Regions from separate parts of the Danio rerio genome. Here region 1 is linked to region 2. Evidence: chromatin contacts called from public Hi-C data. All regions are on one chromosome and are shown on one strand. Each heading gives the region's core, a stretch centred on a gene start, on an enhancer-like site or on the middle of the called end of the contact. The rest is flanking DNA. Distances are from core to core; before and after follow the strand shown.

Region 1 (3,745 bases), core at 69-2,568, 150 kb before region 2:
GAAATAGCTGGTTTTGGCTGGGCTCCCAGGCTAGACTGGTCAAGCTGGTTTTAGCTGGTCATCTCCTAGTCTGACCAGGACCAGGCTGGAACTGGCCAAAACACCTCTAAATCCAGGCTGGTCGACCAGATGAAACCAGCCAACCAGCCTGCGTTCATATTTAAAAAAGAAAAAAACGGACAGAAATGGGTTTTATAAAAATAAGGGATGCACTGATGTATTGGCCGCTGATATTTATCGGCTGATTAGTTTTAAGTTATCATTATATCAGCAAGAATATAAAAAGGGCAGTTTATTAATTTAATTATTAACACATGGAGGCAATATATTGAATATATTGAAGAGTTACATATTTCTTGAATAATCCAACATTTTCTCTCAGAGCAAAATCATTAAATACTTGCAAAAATCTGAATATAATCTGTACAAAATGTCAGGCCGTGAGTCTAATATGAACAAAATATGTCAACAACCAGTGTGCATCATACTTAAGCTCTGACATTGTGGCACGAAACAATTGGTTATGAGCTAAAACATCTTGGACAATAAAAGAAAACAACTGCTTTTTAGTGAGTCAATATTTTTCTGAAAGCACTGCCTTTATTTGTTAAAATTAGAAAATAAATGTTCTTTAAAATGTCAAATAAAAAGCATTGAATAACAGAAATCACTACTGAAGATTGTCACATAAACTTTTATTTTTAAAAAATTACCTGGTAGAACTGCATGCATTTGACCAATAATCCAAAATCATTATTAATTAAAATATAATCATGTGCCTTTGCACTTAAAATACATTAATAACCAAATAGCAAAAGAAATAAATTATAAAAAAAAAAAATTAAATCAATCCCAACCGGGAGTAGGTCAAAAGCAACGTGGTGCAAAATACAGAGCAGTCTATTATGTGAGAAATGGCACTGTCTGTATTTCATCAGCTGATTAAACTGTTGACTCAGTAGCGTTTGACATTTACACTCCAACTATCTCATTACAAATCAAATAGAAATGTTTTATTCTGGATTGAAACAGAAAAATAAACACATCACTATGTCCAAACATCTTTAAAATTATTTCTTTTCTGGAACTTTTCATGATCACCCATTCAAACGCTGACGCATGAAACAAATGGTGTGTGTTTGTAAAATATTTAGATATACCTACCTACACGTAGAAGAAAGTTGACTTTCTGAATGTGTTTCACGGCTTTGAAATAATAGAATTTGAGCTTTACGTTAAAGAACAAATAAGGAAAATTTGTTGGTTTAAATGTGTGATCAATATTAACCTGTGACACTGTAATATCAGTTTTCTCCACAAGATGGCGACTTTTCAAAGCACAAAGACGCCGCCCTGACTAAACTTCCCCCTGAAATTCAAAAGATGGCTCTTATTTAATTAAGAAAAAGGGAACACAATAGTAACACTTTATTATTTCCCAGATAATTAAATAAGTGTAACTACCACAATATAAATTTGTATTTGCTTTCATTCAAGCAAGACAATGTTGCCAAAATAAAACATTAGGCATCAATATTCGCCTGTACTAACAAACTGATTAATATTCGTCCACAAGCTGCAGTAATCAAATTATAATTGCAGATCATGTTTTTTTTTCTATCCACAGATTTGTCAAAGTAGATTATTCATTAAAGTGCTGTGTGATTCTTTGTGTGATTTATAAAGTCAATACAAGTAGAGAGATGGGAAAAAGTCCTAGAGTTGGTCTTGAGTCCAGGATGTTTTAGATATGAAAAAGCTCATATTTAGTATTGTTCTAATATTTAATACATTATTGCAAAAAATATATATAAATAAATAAAATCATTTAGTTTTAATGACAGTAGGACAAAAGTTGTACAAAAGTTTATTTGATTTCTTGCACAATTTATTACTAACACTGAAGAATAGTACAGCAAAAATGCAAGAAGCTGAGACGATTTGAGGAAGAATTTCATAGTTTATTATTAGAAGAAACGTAAAATACAACATATTTACATGACTGGTCAAAAGTTTGGAATTTGTACATTTTTATTTATGAAATAAGTCTGTCATGCTCACCAAGACTAAATAAAATGCAGTAAAACCAGTAATATAGTGAATTATTATTTACAATTGAACTTTTGTTCTGTCTGTTTTAATACTTACACCCTTTAAAAGATCCTTTTTTTATTGACATGAAGAATCTTTATCATCCATGGGGACTTTTCATTCCACTAAAGGTTCTTTAAAGAGTTTTTAAGATTATGTTCTTTACACCAAGAACAATTCTAATTTATAAACTTTTCAACCTTCTCTCGGTCTTGTTTTGTTAGAAGAGACCCTTATTTCCAGGGAGGGATCATGTAGATTATTTAAACTGTAATTTAGAAGTACAGCTTACTGAGCACCATAGAAGTCCGCTATATAGAGAGAAAATGCATGTGTTTTTCTAAAACCTAAGTCTCTTTTTAACTGAAGGAATAAAGAAATGAATCTATTGACTGACAAGGGGCAAAACTTTAATTCTGGAACTAAATTAATCTTTCAAAGAATGTAACAAAAAAAAAAACCTCACTAAATAAATAGATTTTTTATGGCATTCATTAAAAATATATCATTTTAGGCAGCACAGTCATTGTCAAAATTGATTATTAATGTTCCCCGAGCAGCAAATCATCATGTTATATTGGTTTTAAAGGATCATGTGAAGGACACTGAAGACTGGAGCAATGATGCAAATCATTATATCCAACTAGAAAACACTTGAAAAAGTTCAAATACTTCACAATATTATTGCCTTTACAATCTTTTTTATCAAGTGGGTGTGCAGAAGAGTCTAGTTTCAGTAACATTAAACATTCTTAATGACTACTGACTCTTTACAGGTAGTGTACACAACAACTCGGCGGTCCCCTATTTGATGAATGACATATGAAGGGTAAAAGTTTGATATATCATCACGTAATATTGCAAACTCTACACATACAGCATTTTGAACATGTCTGTATGAGATTTACGGTGCTAACCCATATAGAAAGCTGATATACGGCAATATATGCAAATTACATATATGAGATTCAGTGCTCAGCAAACATGAGTGCACCCGTCACAGATCTCTGTTGTAAATTAAGATTTTCTATAGAATGCTCTACAATAATACATTAGTCCATATTCATTAGATTAGTCAAAACTGAAACTAATCTGACAAAATTATTTAAGATAACATTCCAAAAGTATGTTGGGGGAAGATATGAAATAACATTTTAATAAGCAGGAAAAAATTAGAGAAACATAAAAAAAGAATGAATGTACTTGAAATTTAGTGTTTTTTAATTTTGTAGAAATAACTGGTTTGAATTTAAATCATATATTGATCTAATTTTAATGGATATAACAGAGTAATAAAATGGTTTTGTATAATAGCACCAACAAGTATTGTCTATAGTCACTGAGAAATGGATAAAAAATATTGATTTTCAATAGGGGTGTACTCAGTTATGCTGAACACTGTATGTTAAAATGTATAAGCTATAATTTTATATGGCCATATATAGAATAATAATAATATCTAATATATTGAACCTATATGCACAGTGCTCAGGGTCTAAGTACACCCCTCACAAATCTATCTTTTAAATGTATATTTTTAATAGGAGGCTGTACAATAATATATTTGTGCATATACGGTAGATTAATCAGTACTGGAGCTTATCTAACAAAACAACTTAATAACGGTAACAATAACAATAACAGTCCAAAAACT
Region 2 (3,627 bases), core at 423-2,922:
CCTATTATAACATATAAAATATAGTATTTCTGACTATTTTCTTTATTTCACATATTTGAGTTATGAATTACAGTACTGCAACACTACTTGATACCACGATTCTTCAGCTGGTGATGGTATCGCGACTACCCTATATTGTTCATAAATAGTTAATATTAGTAAATACATGAACTTATTAAACCTTGTTGTAAAGTGTGGCCGCTTAATCTGCATTTGGATAACTAGAAAACCAAATAAAATATAAATTTTAAAAGCACTAACACTTTTGGAAAACCAGTTCTACCTCAAATATAACTCCAAATCCAGCTTTTTCCAAAATATTATTGAAACACTTTCCTTTTATTCAAACTCGTGTTTATGGGCCATATACATATCAGAGACAATTAAAGTAAACAATAAAGAAGTTAGTTTATTATTTTACAGCTGCTGTGGCACAGTCCCTCCAAGATAACAGCATAAACACATGAGAATGAGGTTTTGACAGTATCTTCCCTCGGGCGTGTTCACTGTAAAGTCAACAAAACCCATAGGCAGGGAGTGACGGCAGGGTTCGAGCGCCAGCTGTCGGCGATATAACAGCATTACAGCTCGTTTAAAAAACTGATTATAAACGTTCCCCAGACAGCAATTTGGTTTGGATAAAAGCTGTTGAGTAAATGAGAAACTTACCAGTCGTTTGCTATAACGGGATTTAGCCTCTGACATACTCTGAAAAATGAAGATACACATTGGCAATTATACATTTACTTACAGGTGCTGATAAATAAATTGCATCAGGTGTAGCGAATGCAGTTATTTATTCCATGAATTAATCTGTTTGAAGCCAGGCAAAAAATTACTTACATTAAACAACCACTGACCTTAAAACTCGACTTTATGAAAGTACTTCTTAATTTTTTAACATCAAAAACATTAGCCGGTTTATGTTTCTCAAAACTGCCCACCTCACAGCATTCTGTGTATTATAAAGGAGTTAACTGCTGCCTAAGTAGGCTGCTCACTGGGCTTTGAGACACACTCGTTATGAGCAGTAGTAAGATGTGATCAGACAACAGAGCCCGTTTAAACACCCCATTTTCCATTTTTGAGAATATTCACGAGAACGTAAGTGCACGTTTTAAATGCCAAACAGTCTTAAACCATTTACATGTTACTCCTAAAATAAATGATAAACGAAGAACTGTGACAGATAACTGACATTTATTGCAGTTAGTCTGAAGCAGCTAGCTTGAAGGAGCGCTTCACTAACGTTAACGTTACTGTTGACCGAAGGCCGATAACGTTAATATAATTCCCCACATAAATGGGCTTGGGTTCGTCACAAGGCTCGGTTGTAACTGCTCTGTTACTGAAAATATAGGGTGGGTATAAAGTAGCAGAGTCAAGCTCCTGACAGTGGAGGCTATCCGGCTAACCCACTAGCATTTCCATTGACAAACCGCGCTAGCCCGTTAGCCTGCTAGAAACAAAACAAAAAGACCTTTAAACAATACCTAGCCTTCAACTTTCGCTTTCCGCCGATAGTGTGGAGCCGCTGTGTAGGAGGATGCTTAAAAATCCCCGCGGAGCTGCAAACTCATCCTGTGCGATGGTGTCGTTCTTCACTTGATATTCTTATTTTTGTTCGATAAAGTTAAATCAATCCGCTTTCATCCGCCATTTTCAGATTGTCATGATACACACACACACCACTACTAGCTACTCATACGACACGCCCCCAGAAGCAACAGCCAATGAGATGCGAATTTCAATGCAAATTAAAGATTTCGTCGAATCGTCGAAAGACGATTGGGTGAAAGCGACGCTATTCATAAAGGAGCTTCAGATTGGTAACGCCCCTAGCTCGTTCATATATAACGGGAGCCAATAAATGTTCGAATTGTTGTGTGGACCGGGCGGTTTATTGGCTGCGGAGAGAAAATCGGGTCATTGTTGCAGCCTATAAGTGGTGAGGATATTTTTGTCGAAATACAAACCTATGAACGCACACATCTATATGATCTACGAAAACTCATTGGTCAATTTTTGGCAACCGCATTTCGTAAGAGGATTAAAACCGAGGCATTATAATAGTTATTGTCTTGTAAAACAGCTAAGTCAAAAGCCACCTGCCATCATTCAGCATCGTTCAACATGTCTGTTCACTGATTGGTTTACTGTTGGGGATTAAAACCAAATCTTTCAAACACTGAACCACTGAATGATTGTTATGAAAACATCTAGAAATATTGTCTGATAACTAGGGTCTAGGATAGAGGTTTGTGTAGTTGATGAGCATTTGTATTTGCAGAATGCAATTTTGTAATGAAGTAATGAACGCATTCAGCTCAGATATAAATAATATAACCTAGGAAAGTGGCTCTTTTGCTTGCAATATTGTATAAATGCCTTTGTATAGGATATGAATTGTCTGTAAAACAAAAATTTCTTAAATCCTCTCCTCATTTATTAATTTTTAATTGAAATTTATTATTTGCTTAAAGCTATACGTTTATCTAACAACAACAAAATCTGCAATTTAATATAAACTTATGAAAAAATCATGCTTCCAGTAAGTTAGTCTTTCCCTTTCTTTATTTTGTTCTCGTTTCTTTTTTCCTTTCTATGGATTATTTTATTTATTGTTCTTAACACTTTGTAACTGTATGTATTTGTATTCCGGTGTCTTATAGATTACGTCCAGATTTATATTGCACATTTCCTCTTTTCAAAATAAAAGGTAAGACAAAAAAGTTCTCTGTTAAAAATTAAATAAATAAATCTTCTGTGACAAAGCAAGCAAAAGTTTTAAAAACACTATTATTAACACATAAGTTCAATGGACTCAATACAATACAATAACAAGTTAAACAGCAGGACAACCCATATATTGTGGCATATTGATCCAACATTAAAAAGTGCCATTGTGTTTTTGCTGGGTCAGAGACAGAATCTGAGAAAATTTTTTGCTATTTTGGCATAGAATTTTGTAAAAGACTTGCAGAGTTATGCGGAATGATTTTGGGAGTATCATAACTAAAAACTTAAAATATGAAATCAACAAATAATACATTTATAAGTTTTATTTAATGTTTACAATGTAAATCCAATTATATCCACTTTTTTAATATAAACAAAGCAAGTCTCTCATTTAATATCTCTACTGTAAAACAGAAAATATTACTTTACAAACTGTATTGTAAATAAATCATAGGAACATTTTAATAGTATTATTATAATAATATCACAAAAATATTTGTGAAATTAATAAAAAAAAACTGAATAAATATAAATTTGCACACATTTACGCAAGTAAATACATAGACTTAATGATGGGCTAAAAATTTGCAGAAATCTGTGCGTGCAGATTTTGTGTGAGCCTACTCCTACTGTAGGGCTAAATTGATTCAGCTTAAAAATTTAAGACAACCAGGGTTTTTTTTTTTTTTTTTTTTTTTTTTTTTTACAGTGTAGGATATCATCTTACTTTAGAATATCTTAATTTCGATTATAGTACATTTCTTGTGGAACAATAGCATAATAGCTCATTCATTAATTTTCTTGTCGGCTTAGTTCCTTTATTAATCTGGGGTCGCCACAGCAGAATGAACCGAAAACTTATGCAGCACGTTTTTACGCAGGGGATGG

The links. Hi-C and Micro-C count contacts between places; a contact is called where the count stands out from the background.
Region 1: a Hi-C map of embryo shows a contact between it and region 2, with 2.0 times the contacts expected there. The contact joins the promoter of tbc1d10c here to the promoter of kdm2ab in region 2. A contact is called at or near these places in 2 of 18 Hi-C or Micro-C datasets (embryo and hematopoietic stem cells).

What each region holds. Positions count from the first base shown.
Region 1 is chr14:26,212,625-26,216,369 of GRCz12tu, reverse strand. It overlaps tbc1d10c (TBC1 domain family, member 10C), which reads right to left and starts at 1,318. Exons shown (of 11, transcript XM_073921801.1): 1 at 1,165-1,318. spon2a (spondin 2a, extracellular matrix protein) reads right to left here. Exons shown (of 6, transcript NM_131007.1): 6 at 3,297-3,745.
Region 2 is chr14:26,063,309-26,066,935 of GRCz12tu, reverse strand. kdm2ab (lysine (K)-specific demethylase 2Ab) reads right to left here and starts at 1,672. Exons shown (of 23, transcript XM_005173143.6): 1 at 1,494-1,672; 2 at 670-708. The coding sequence starts at 705.